3 separate regions of the Sus scrofa genome follow, and all the other regions are linked to region 3. A link is a contact called in public Hi-C and promoter capture Hi-C data. All regions are on one chromosome and are shown on one strand. The core of a region is the stretch at or near the end of the contact, and the rest is flanking DNA. Distances in the headings are between cores, read along the strand shown.

What was found. Promoter capture Hi-C pulls out the DNA fragments that hold promoters and counts their contacts. A called contact is a pair of places that touch in the nucleus more often than the background predicts.
Region 1: a contact with region 3 is called in a Hi-C map of epiblast stem cells, with 1.7 times the contacts expected there. The contact joins the enhancer-like site here to the promoter of IGFBP2 in region 3. A contact is called at or near these places in 2 of 5 promoter capture datasets (fetal skeletal muscle and liver), 8 of 47 Hi-C or Micro-C datasets (embryonic fibroblasts, epiblast stem cells, fetal liver and 3 more) and 1 of 2 datasets of contacts at active chromatin or transcription factors (alveolar macrophages).
Region 2: a contact with region 3 is called in a promoter capture Hi-C map of fetal skeletal muscle, with 4 times the contacts expected there. The contact joins the promoter of RPL37A here to the promoter of IGFBP2 in region 3. A contact is called at or near these places in 2 of 5 promoter capture datasets (fetal skeletal muscle and liver) and 8 of 47 Hi-C or Micro-C datasets (embryonic fibroblasts, epiblast stem cells, fetal liver and 3 more).

What each region holds. Positions count from the first base shown.
Region 1 is chr15:118,720,234-118,724,826 of Sscrofa11.1, reverse strand. No RefSeq gene overlaps it. Among named protein-coding and RNA genes, the nearest start is that of RPL37A, 20 kb to the right of the region's middle. Within about 2 kb of position 1,461, at least 12 of the 83 cell types and tissues checked have an H3K27ac peak or open chromatin away from gene starts, as enhancers often do. A contact at or near this core is called in epiblast stem cells, where this site is marked.
Region 2 is chr15:118,700,574-118,704,682 of Sscrofa11.1, reverse strand. RPL37A (60S ribosomal protein L37a) reads right to left here and starts at 2,485. Exons shown (of 4, transcript XM_021076246.1): 1 at 2,325-2,485; 2 at 1,867-1,995; 3 at 1,209-1,291. The coding sequence starts at 2,327.
Region 3 is chr15:118,820,023-118,823,994 of Sscrofa11.1, reverse strand. It overlaps IGFBP2 (insulin like growth factor binding protein 2), which reads right to left and starts at 1,903. Exons shown (of 4, transcript NM_214003.1): 1 at 1,412-1,903. The coding sequence starts at 1,829.

The DNA.
Region 1 (4,593 bases), core at 212-2,711, 99 kb after region 3:
AATGAAAAAAATGAAATGAGATGATTTACAGAAAATTATTAACTGAAGTAACAATGAGGTGGTATGTGGCTTGGCAGCAGTCAGGAAGTTTCTGGGAAAACGACTAGTGCAGAGAAGCGTTTTCAATCACCTCCCAATGGCACCTCAGTCTGGTTCCTATTAATTGATTGATTACTTCACTCTTTAAATCTTATAAGCTGAAAAATAAAGTTATTTTAAAATACCAGCAAGACTCTTGACAGATTTTTAGATGGAGAAGAAAGAGAGAGCTTCTAACTCAGCGCCCTCACCAACAAAATGAAAGCTTGTGGCTTGTCAGGGCTCGTTGGCAAGACGAAGGCCTCCCTAAGCCCTGGGCTCTTATTCATTTTGAAGGCTCTATCTCCCATCAAGCAAGTCCAAATGCACCCACACTGAATAAATCTCATTCATTTAATCTCTAAAGCATATTTCTAAGTTAGCTTTTGAAGTGGTTTGACTATTAGGTAACTTATTACATTCACAGTTGTTTTTTTCTTTTCTTTTTTGTCTTTTTAGGGCCACACCTGAGGCATATGGAGGTTCTCAGGCTAGGGGTTGAATTGGAGCTACAGCTGCCGGCCTACACCACAGCCACAGCAACACAGGATCCTAACCAACCGTCTGTGACCTACACCACAGCTCATGACAACGCTGGCTCCTTAACCCACTGAGCGAGACCAGGGATCGAACCTTTGTCCTCATGGATTCTAGTCGGGAATCTAGTACCACTGATCCACGACGGGAACTCCCAACATTTGCGGTTGCTTATATTCCCTGGGATTCCTGCAAAATACGAAAATCTCAACTGAAAGTTGTTTTTGTAGAAAAATTCTTTTTTAAAAAAATTTGGCCATGTCCACGGCATGCAGAAGCTCTGGACCAGGGATCAAATCTGTGCCACTGCAGTCACAATGCCAGATCCTCAACCCACCTAGCCACCAGGGAACTTCTGTTTTCATAGGAAAATTCTAAACACCAAATTTTATAGGTAATAAAGGTAACATAAGGAGAAGTTTTAATTAAGCATATGTTAACTCTGATCTTGCAATTTCCTTTGGTTATCTTCTTTTCTTCAGGAAAAAAAAAAAAGTCTCCTAATGCCTGCAAATCTAAGAGGCAATGTGAGCTAGTGGCAGCAGAGGTAGGAACCCACACCCATGACCTCTCAAAGCAAGGCATCCTCTGAGAACCCTAGTCCTCACAAGGGAAGAGAGGAACCTCCCCCCAGGGGCACGCCCACCTACACAGACGCTGCCAGACGGCCGGGACGAGGGGAGCTCAGGGGGTCTACCCCTCCCCCCCAAGCCTGCCCCACCGTTCCTGAAATAAGCTGCTGTGGAAGGGGCTGCCCCTCCCTCTTTCAGCGCCTGCCTCCCCTCCCATCCACCCTCCCGGCAACTCTATAAATCATCCAGCGTCAGCACAAACCCCCCCTTGCAAGGTTTCCCACAAAGAATTACTGTTAGGTAAAACAAATGGGGAAGGGTGGTGCTTCTTCGAGGCTGACCGGGGCACGAGGGGAAGGAAACGGAGAAGGTGAGCTAAGGGCCTCGAGCTGATATGCATACCGGATCTTTGTTTTCAGTGACAGAGCTCTAGGGCAGCCTCATTTTCGTTTCCATTTGAGGCTGGGGGTGGGGAAGGCGGAGAGCTTTGGTGCTGGGAATATACATACTGATGAAGATGAGGTCAAAACCGGAAGCAGCTGGTTGACCTGGAAGAAAAACTTTCTGGTCGTAGAGTCACAACTTCTCTTCTTTTTAGCGACCCAAAAGATGCCTGCCAGGCCAGACAAAGAATCTGAATCTGTCCTTTTTCACAGGATGTGGCAGCACAGGAACCGCTTTGTAGCTGTCCCTACTCCTATCCCTAAAAGAGCACAAAGCCAACAGAGCCACCCAATTAGATTTACATTTACTGTCCTTGCTACGCACAAGTGTCAGTGCATTATTCATTTAAAACATTTTTATCGGAGTGTAGTTGACTTACAGTGTGGGTTAGTTTTAGATGTATGCAAAGTGATTAGTTATACACATACTCATATCCATTCTTTTTCAGATTCTTTTCCCATATAGGTTACTACAGAATATTGAATAGAGTTCCCTGTGCTCTAATCTTGTTGGTTATCTGTTTTATATAGAGTAATGTGTATATGTTAATTCCAAATTCCTAATTTATCCCTCCTCACCACATTTCCCCTTTGATAACTGTAAATTTCTTTTCAAAATCTAAGAGTTTCTGTTCTGTAAATAATTTCATTTGTATCATTTTTACTAGATTCCATGTATAAATAATATCATATAATTTGTCTCTCACTTACTTCACTTGGTATGATAATCTTTAGGTCCATCCATGTTGCTGCCAATGGCATTATTTCATTCTTGTTTAAGGCTGAGTAATATTCCATTGTATATATGTACCACATCTCCTTTATCCACTCTTCTGTTGATGGACATTTAGGTTGCCTCCATGTCTTGGCTATTGTAACTAGTGCTGCAATGAACATTGGAGTGCATATATCTTTTCAAATTATGGTTTTTTTCAGGTAGATGTCCAGGAGTGGCTGGATCACAGATCATAGTGAGGAAGGGAAGGATACTCCCTAGGGAACTTGGTTCTATGGTTTGTCCTCTTCTCACCAGTGGTCAGACAATAGCTCTCTGGACTTCTCCAGAATGACCCACAATGGTGATTCCTTCCCAGTCAAGACTCTCCCCTTATTCTGTTCCTTTGGGTTACACAGTCTCCAAACTGTTCTCATCATGCTCAAAGTACAAATGTGCCCCTGGGGAGAGGAACATACTAGCTTCCTAATTCTTTCATGTTGAGAGAATTCAGGGGCCCTCTGTGACAGAAAGGAGCCCATCAAGCTGAAAGTGAGGCGGGGGGATAGGGTGAAAGAGACAGCTGAAGGGAGGTGAGGAGGCCTGCAGGCCATATTAGCCTTCGTCACAGTAGGTCCAGCATTCTGCAGACAGCCTGCTGAGTTCAGGGCGTGGGAGAAGGGGGCCTCCATCTTTGCCCTCCTTGATCTTCTCTTCAACTTTCTCTTTCTCACCCTCATTCTTGTTGACCTAGCCGTGTTAAAGGATGTCAGGATTCAAGAGGGGGTTCAGGTGATCAGCATGGTGGGGTTCATGGAGCTTTCTTAAAGGAAAGCCAGAGGTAGTCTGGCTGGTAATGAGACAAACTATTCATCAGGGTCTTTAGAGTCAAAGGAATAATCCCAAAGACTAAATTCTCAAAGTTCATCATTTTTCAGGACAGCTAGCTTACCAGCTACCTTATGTGGCCTTGGGCAGATTGCGTATCCTCTCCAAGCTCAGTTTCCTCAACTGCAAAATGAGGCTAGGAAGAGACCTACCTCTTCAGGATTGGGTGAAGATCAAAGGAGACAATCTCCATTCTTTGTAAACTCTAAGCCAACAGAGCAATGTCCTTATTCTTTATTCACTAATCACCTTTACCCCTACTGGCTGTTGTGCACAAAGTTAGTACCAGATTCTGCCATAAAATTGTTTTACTGAAAGTAAAAAGGCAACACAAATTGAAAAAAAAAAAAAAAAAAAAAAGTTAGCACAAGAGAACAGGCTTGGAGAGACAGTCCTGAACTGAAGTCAACAACAGCCTTGACAAAGAAAGGCCAAGTTCTCTGATCTTTGCACCACACTTCAAAGGGCACTGGCCCCTGACTCACAGGTAACACAAATATTTTTTACTCCAATGTATTTCTTTGTTCAATACACTCATCCCATTTCTCTGGGTCCTCTCCACATTTATCAGTAATATGGCAGCCTTTTAACCGGCGTGTGACAAAAATATCCCAGGCACTTATTTATTCATTTTGGGGGGAAAACCTTCAATTGTGATCCCTAATAAGAGTTTTTTTTTTTAATTAAAGTATAGTTTATTTACAATTTGTGCCAATTTCTTCTGTATAACAAAGTGACTCAGTTATATACATATTATATTTTTTTATATTATTTCCCATCACGGGTTATCCCAGGAGATTGGATATAGTTCCCTGTTCTATACAGCAGGACCTTATTGTCTATCCATTTCAAGTGTAATAGTTTGTAGCTATTACCCCCGAACTTCCAGTCCATCCCACTCCCTCTCCCTCCCCCTTGGCAACCACAAGCCTGTTCTCCATGTTTCACAGGCAATTATTTAAAATGCCAGTTTCTGGGTTCCATACGTAGTGGCTCTGAGGTGAGCCTCACAACCCTGGCATTTGGGAGTTGTTACTGCTACATAACCTGGCCTTTCTTGGCTCATGTCCAAATGCCCACACATCCCCTTTTTCTAATCAATGAAAATGTTCATACACAAAGGCTGGGTAACCTGTGGGGGACCCCAGACCCATTCTTTCAGAACCTCTGCATCAGTTTATTTAAGTCCCAAAGGGCATGGGCATAGACTGTGTCATTTAACTACCCAGTGCATCATTAATGCCTAACACTCAGGAAAGATGCTTGCTAATAAGTGAGAAATACCAGGCAATCTGAACACCTGCCTCTTAAAGGATGTAACACTTTGTCCCCAGTATTATTTCACAACTTTGACCAGCTG
Region 2 (4,109 bases), core at 1,236-3,735, 120 kb after region 3:
AGAGCATAAAATTAACAGGAAGAAATGGTTGCAAGAAGCTAACTCATTAAAAGGGAATGGACAGACTGTCAGAAGAAACTAATAAATTATAAGATGTGTACCATCAATGAGCAGTATCAAGAAGACGTCTAAAGCAGTAGAACAGACTAAAGCACGTTTTGGAAATGACAGTACATTTTGCCACAATATTCAGAAAGAGCATTTGAAAAACATCCATCCCACCCCACAGGGAAGACATATGAATACTAATTCATTTTACCATCACAATCAAGTGCACCGCACTCCCCATTTTTGTCCTCAAAACCCCACAAGGTGTCTATCTACCTATATATACACACATCTCCATGTTATCATTTCAACATTTTCCAATTATTTTACACTACTTTAATTTTAAATTTAAAAAAATTTCAGGAGTTCCCGTCGTGGTGCAGTGGTTAATGAATCCGACTAGGAACCATGAGGTTGCGGGTTCGGTCCCTGCCCTTGCTCAGTGGGTTAACAATCTGGCGTTGCCGTGAACTGTGGTGTAGGTCGCAGACACAGCTCGGATCCCGCAAGTTGCTGTGGCTCTGGTGTAGGCTGGTGGCTACAGCTCCAATTCGACCCCTAGCCTGGGAACCTCCACATGCCGCGGGAGCGGCCCAAGAAATAGCAAAAAGACAAAAAAAAAAAAAAAAAAAAAATCAACTACACTAGCTGTATCCCTTTTACTATATGTAAGGTACTAGTACTGGACAGCTGTACACTGACTAGAAGTGAAACACCTCAGCCTTCAGGGTCAGCAACGAATTCTACAACTAGAGGTCTTTGGGGGTGGCTCGAATTTTCAGAATTGGATAACCATAGGAGTCCACACAATAACCAGCATAAAAGTCCACAAGGCAATAGCACCTGGTCCTTGTCAGAGCCACAAAACTGAGAAAGTCCAACCACATTGTTTAAAAGGGCAAAGGTGTGGTAGCCCAGATGGCCTCCATACATATATGACAAGAAACAGCCTGCCTTAAGTGTTCAGCAGTCAGCCCAACAGACCTGTACAACATTCCTTGATGACCCTAATGAATGAATGTAAAATTCTAAAGTAATGTGATCACACTTTAAAAGCATTCTTTTGTTTAATAAGAGTTTAAACTAGCCCATTCAACATCAAACCTGGAATTGTGACATGGTCCACGCACTTTCAGTTACGACAAAGAAATAAGACTCACTTGTAGGTCCAGGCACCACCAGCTACCGTTTTCATGCAGGAACCACAGTGCCAGATGCCCACAGCTCGTCTCTTCATCTTGGTCTGTAAAAGACAACCAATTTTCCCTCTGACCAAAGAACAGCCTTTTATATCACAAAAATCTAAGAATCTAAATTACACTAGAATTAAAGCTGGTGTATTTTACCATTTTTTTCCCCTAACTTCAAGTTTTCTGCTGCAAAATTTGCATAAACTGTGGTGATATTTTCAGGGATGTGGAAGATCTGCAACTCCCCCCCCCAAAAAAAACACAAGAATTGCCGGAATACAGTATTTTTTGCACACAATAAACATACAAACATTAAACAAAGATCTCTACCCGACACTGGTAGACAAAACAGACAGAACTGTGTTCCACAAAACTGGTTTGGCTTAAGCTGGGACTGTCAACTGTTTACCCTTTAGTTCCCACTTGTCGTCACAGGAAAAAAAGGTTTTTACAAAATCCAGAGTTATCAACAATACTCTCGTCTTGCAACTGGTTACCAATTATGTGCAATTCTGAGAACCAGCAAACCATCTATAAACTTCCTTCAAGAAGCCTCACTCCGGAAGGAAACCTTCCCTCCCTCCCTCTTCGCCGCGCCCCCCGCTTCCCGGCCCACAGCCCATCTTACTTTGCCACAGAAGGAGCAAGTGTACTTGGCGTGCTGACTGATTTCAATTTTCTTCACCATTTTCCTGAGGGAAGCACCATAACGGGTCCCGTATTTGCCCACGATTCCAACCTTCTTGGTGCGTTTGGCCTGTTAAAAAAAAAAAAAGTTAGGGAAAAACCCAGCAACAAGGACTCTGACCCTCCACACACCATCCTTCCACCCACCCAGCCCCCGCCTGCTCCCCGCTCGCCCATCACATCCTGGTAAAACCAAGGTCCGAGGGCACTGGGTTAACCCAGCCCGGACGCGCCAGCCTTCGCCAAGCCGCCCCAGTCTCCGTCTGAGGAGCGGCGAAGGCACGGAGGCCGGGGACACAGGACCGAACAGGCGAGCAGAGGCGGGTCGGCGCGAAGAAACCAAGAAAAAGGCAGATGCACGCAGATAGACACCTAGGCCTCACAGGGACCAACACTCACCATTTTGCCGCAAACCCGGTCCGAGCCCAGAGAGGAAGAAGGGTTGTGCGCAGGCGCAGTTTTAGGCGGACGAGCGGAAGCGGCGGCTGGGAGGCCCAGCTAGGAACTGAACTCTATGGTTCGGAGGTCTCCTCCCACCCGGTGCCTTCTGGGTAATGTGGCCGACCTTCTTTCTGACAGGTTTACCCTGATTCACAGATTGCAGCAACGGACTGGATAGCAGAGGCACTTTCTCCCATCGGCATTATTTTACACGTATCTCACCAAGTTCTGCAAAACCAAGTATGATTTCCTCCATTTTACAGACACTTCATATTTTAAGTGACTTGCTCACAGGCACTTGGCTTAGAAAAGTGCTTAACTTTTACGACTCCAAATTTCGTCGCTTTCTGTATAATGCATTCTGAAAGCGGCAAGCCCTGTGCAGGAAGCCAGGATAGCGGTGGCGAAAAACCAAAGCTCCACTCTTACATGTTATAGTCCGGCCAGGGGAAGCCATATGACCTCTTTAACAAGTTATAATTTCAAAGAAATCAGAGCTCTGAAGGAAGGAAGATGGTCCCATCTATCCTAGGAAGAGCCTGGGGCTCCCTGAGAAAGGCTGAGACGAGAAAGCTGGAGAGGAATAGTCACGGTCGAGGTTCGTCTGGCAGCTTCTCCCTCCGTCTCAGTTCTGTTTGCCTGCCGCTCTATTTCAGAATCCATCCCATGGCCCTGATGGGAGGGTGGAAGTACGCACAACCTAAGAGATGAGAATCATCTTCTACTTGGTGGACTTTCTGAGGACTTATGTGGGAAAGACAGCTTCTCAGATATTTCTGAGGGACTCCTCCCAAGAAATAAAGGAGGAGCCAGGATTTATAGGAATTTTGGCGACAAAAACTAAATGGTAGGAACATCAAAATATTACTGTTGAAGTTCCCACTGTGGCACAGTGGGATCGGGTGGTGTCTCTGAAGTGCCAGGACAGAGGTTCAATCCCCCACCCAGCACAGTGGGTTAAAGGAGCTGGTTTTGCCACAGCCCCAACATAGGTCACAACTGTGGCTTGGATCTGATACCTGGCCTGAGAACTCCATATGCTGCAGGGCAGCCAAAAGATGAAAAAAAAAAAAAAATTACTGGTCGTTAAAGAAAAAGACATGTCAGGTTAATGAATTTAGCGCTTTTCTATGTGTGGGAAAATGCAAGAGTCTGGGCTTATTAAAATTATTCTTTTGAGAAGTTCCTTTCATGGCTCAGTGGTTAATGAACCCAACTAGGATCCATGAGGACGAAGGTTTGATCCCTGGCCTTACTTACTGGGTTAAGGATCCAGCATTGCTGTGAGCTGTGGTCTCAGACACAGGTTGCAGACATGGCTTGGATCCCACGTTGCTGTGGCTGTGGCTGTGGCATAGGCCAACGGCTACAGCTTGGATTCAACCCCTAGCCTGGGAACCTCCATATGCCTCGGGTGCAGCCCAAAATGGAAAAACAAAAAAATTATTCCTTTGATATGCATCTTAACTATCTAAGGCCAGCATCCCATTTTTCTCCATCCTGAATCCCCCCTGGATGCACAGCTGAGGGTAACTCCGTGATTGATGGCTTGATGGCTGTAACATCCTTTACTGATCTGGTAGGCGACAGTTTCGCCCACAGCCCCATCCTGGGCTGTCAGATCCCTGCCTGAAACCTTAAACCCCAACATCTCAATCTTTAACCACATCTCTTACCTATCCTTCCAACTCTCTCAAAAGGAGCAGCAGAGAAGGGCCAGGTTACCAGTTAAGGTCAGGAAGT
Region 3 (3,972 bases), core at 654-3,153:
CCAGAGAAAAAATTTCAACTCTGACCCCTAATTGTATTCCCAAGGAGAACAGGGGACAAAAAAAAATAGTAAAGGAAGGTGGGGGGGGGGCTATGGGAGGAGAGTCGAGATGTTGTTGGAGGACCACAGAAGCTGAGAAGCAAGCAAAAATGTTTCCACTTTTTCTTTCCTTTTTTTTTTTTTCTGTCTAAGTTTGAGAAACTTGGTCAGACTGGCTTGCTTTTTAAACAACAGCAGCAGGCAGTGGACACATTTCGCCACTGTCTCCAAGAGGAAAGAAAATAATTACAGCTTCCTCCAGAACGACTGGGGCAGGAGGCTTTTGTAAATTAAGAAACAAACAAACAAACAAAAAGCCAACAAAACAACAACAAAACTCAACACGTGAGGCCTTCATCGCCTGGCTGTGTCCTTCAAAAAAATGTCTTTTGGGGGGCGGGGGGATGAGGACCCAGGAAAAAGAATCTCAGGGCCCTCATTCTATGGGATAGGAAGAGCTCCCTCAAATTAGGATGGTGGGGGTGGGGGACCACCATGCTCCGGCAGGAGAAGCTGCGCCCTGGCCCAGGCATCCTCCTGCCGGCTGCCCCAGGGCCCAGATGCTAAACTGAGCAGCATGGCTGCCCCCGCCCTGAACTGCAGCCGGCAACCCGGCTTCATGGCTGAAGTTACAATGACTCCACCGCTGGGGTCTCTTCCTCGCCTCTCCAGAGCCCCTTTTTTATTGTTCTGCCTAACATAAAAGCAAGAACCTTCTTCATCCCCTTTGTAAAATAGCAGCGTTCCTTTTCATTTTTCCACTAAGCAGTCCACCCGACAAAGTACCAACAAGTCCTTTCTTCTCACCTCACAATCCCAGAAGGAAGGGACCTCAGACGCCGCTGCTGTTTCCCAGCGCCCCCTTCTCACCAGAAGTCCCTGAGGTCCTCGGTACCCGCCAGGCTCCCCCACCATCCCCGGCCCCCAGCAGCGTCCTCCACCAGGACCCCTCCAGCAACCTTTGGTCGGCGGTCACACTCAAGCTGTGCCCTAAGTAAGCCTGAAGCTCTTCTCCCACCAATGTGACCAGCCCCCTCCTCCTCAGCAAGTCCCCCCTCCAAAATAGAGGTCAGGGTACGTTCCAACCAGGGAAGCCTATGGTAACAGGGATGCCGTCCTTCTCCCGGTTTGTTCCCCACCAAATCAGTAGCCCGGGCTCTTCCGCACGCTGGAACTCCAGCTCCCCTCCCCGGGTCCAACTTTTGGGTCCCCCCTCCCAACAATCCCCCAGAGCCAGTCCAGGGCTCCGCTCTTCCTGCGCTAAGACGGTCTCTGAGGGGTGCCGCACACCCCTCCGCTCTGCAAGGGCGCCAGCCGGGCTCCCCGGTTGCCCTCCAAGTTTCTGCGAACTAGTTGTCCTAGCCGGCGTTACCTGCAACCTGCTCGGGGCTGGCGCCGTACTCGGCATCGCGGCGCTTTTCGCAAGTGCCCTCGCCCAGGACCAGCGCCTGCAGGGGCAGCTCGGAGCCCGGGTGGGGATAGCAGCGCAGCCCCTGGGCGCAGCGCGGGGTGTACACGCCGCACCGCTCGCCCTCCAGCCGCGCGCACACAGAGCAGCAGCCGCAGCCCGGCTCCCGGACAAGCTCGCAGGGCGCGCGGGAGTCGCCAGCCGGCCCGGCCCCGGCGGAGGGCGGCGCGGCGGGAGGGGGCCTGCAGGCGGCCAGGCTCTCGGGCGTGCAGGGCGGGCAGCGGAACAGCACCTCGGCGCGCGCCCCGCGGCCGCCCGTGCCCAGCAGCAGCAGCAGCAGCGGCAGCAACGACAGCGCGGTGCCGCCCAGTCTCGGCAGCATGTTGGCGGCGGTGAGCGCGACGGCGGCGAGCGAGCGGGCAGGTGGCACGGCCCTGCGAGCGCGGGAGCCGCCTCCTCGGCTTCTTTCTCCTCCCCCGCCGCCGCAGCCGGGTCCTAAAGGGCCCTGCTTCTCCCCGCCCCCTGCCTTCTCCCCTCCCCCTTTTGGAGACCACCCCCTTCCCCCGACACTCCCGCGCGCGGGCCTCTACGTGCGCGCACGCCCACTCGCCCATCCCCACTTCCTCGCCTGCTGCGGGGGGTCCCCTAACTCCCTCCGGTCTGTGTCCCTCCACGCACTTCTACCCCGGGCTCCCTGACTCCCGGAGGATGAGAATAATTTGGGGGTTTGAGTAAGATTGGCGCGGGACTGGACAAGAGTGGGTGCTTTTGTCTCCTGTTTTCGGTTCAATTCGGAAGCACTTCGTTTGCGCGCTTCCCATGTGGCCGGCAAAGGACGTCAGGCATGACCTTCAAGTAGGTTTCAGTCCTCTCCCTGCAACTCCCTCCATCCTCGGGTTTTCACTCACTGCTGCCTGGGACAATGACTTAGGAGTCTGGAGGCTGTTCACATCCTCTAGACCAGCGTACCCTGAATAGCCCCTCTTAGGGACCATTGCAATTTCCCAACCCTGGGAGCATCTGGTAACATGTAAGTACCTGAAATGCAGTTTCTGGACACTGAGAAACCTGCTCCCTTCCTCTCCCCTAGTCTGCTCCCTCCCCAGAAAATTAATCTCTTGGGGGCCCGGCCCCCACCCACAGATCTCCAGACATTTGCTGCAGGATAGACCCCAGAACACCCTGCTTCAGGGATCTTAAAGAGGTCAGATCAGCTTTCCAGGTGTAGGAGAATGCCCTGAGGTTAGGTCCTTTGGAGCTCTCCTCAGTAAATGGAGATGAACAAGAATGGCCTCCCTTTATTCTGTTTGATTTACTGAATCATTGATCCAAGCTGTTCCCAGCTCCCAGAAATTCCAGGCTGGACCCCACTTTAATTATCACCCATCTCCCTGGGTTGTGACCCTAACAAAGATCCTTGTCAGAGAGATTCTCTTGGTGGGGGGTGGGCCATTAAGCTGCCTCCAGACCAGGTATAATTTCTCAATACCTCTGTGCCACCCTTCCCCCCGCCAGGGCCCTGCACTCCAGCTCTTTCCAACTTCAAGACTTTACTGAAGCAGCTTTTGTCAGGTGGCTACCTGGCTTTGAAGGTGAGCTGGATGTCCCAGGAGGGCAAGTTTCTGATCTTCAAAAATGGACAAGAACAACCATTTGGGGGAGAGTTTGGTGTAATGAACCAACAACAGATTGCCAGAGGCTTTGAGGAGGAGACACGCATTTAGATAGAAAGGTGATGGGGGTTTCAGGGGTGGGATCAGAATTGAAATTGAAGCTTGGAATTCTACCAGGGGAAATGCAGGCATAGCAAGGGCATCCGGAGCAGAAGGACTTGCTGAAGCAAAGACATGGAAATGGGAAAGTGAGGTTGGAGAAAGGAAGTCCACTTTGGCCAGCAGGAGGCTTGGGGGCAGGGGACGGACTGGCAGGAAATCCAGTTGACATGTGTGGGGGCTGGGCTTCATTTAGAGGGCAAGGGGATGCAGCATCCGTGTTTGGGTGGAGGGGTGAAATAGACAGAGCTGGACTTCTGGAAATCGCTAGAGCTGTGTCTAGTGCAGATCCAACAAAACTAAGAGACAAGCATGAGGAGGCTGCTGGTCACTCCTCTTTGGTGTGCCCTGGATTGCAGCAGAAACATTTGTTTCTGTTGTTTTCACTGCCTAGAGTCCGGGCACCCTCAGAGCAGGGAACAGGGACACTGTCTAGCTTGACTCTGTCCAATAAAAATCTAATGCAAACCACAAACATGAGCCACACGTGCAATTTTCAGTTTTTCTAGTCATCGTGGTAAAATACAGTAAAAAGACATAGATGAGACCCATTTTAGTATATACTTTGTTTGACTTACTATGTTCAAAATACCATTTCAAGGTGTAATCAATATTAAAAATTATTAGTGAGAGATTTAACACTCCTCTTTTCATACGAGATCCTCAAGCTCTGAGGTGTGTTCTATGCTTATAGCACAATTCAGTTTGCACTAGCCAGCATGCACATGCTCAATAGCCATATGCGGCAAGTAG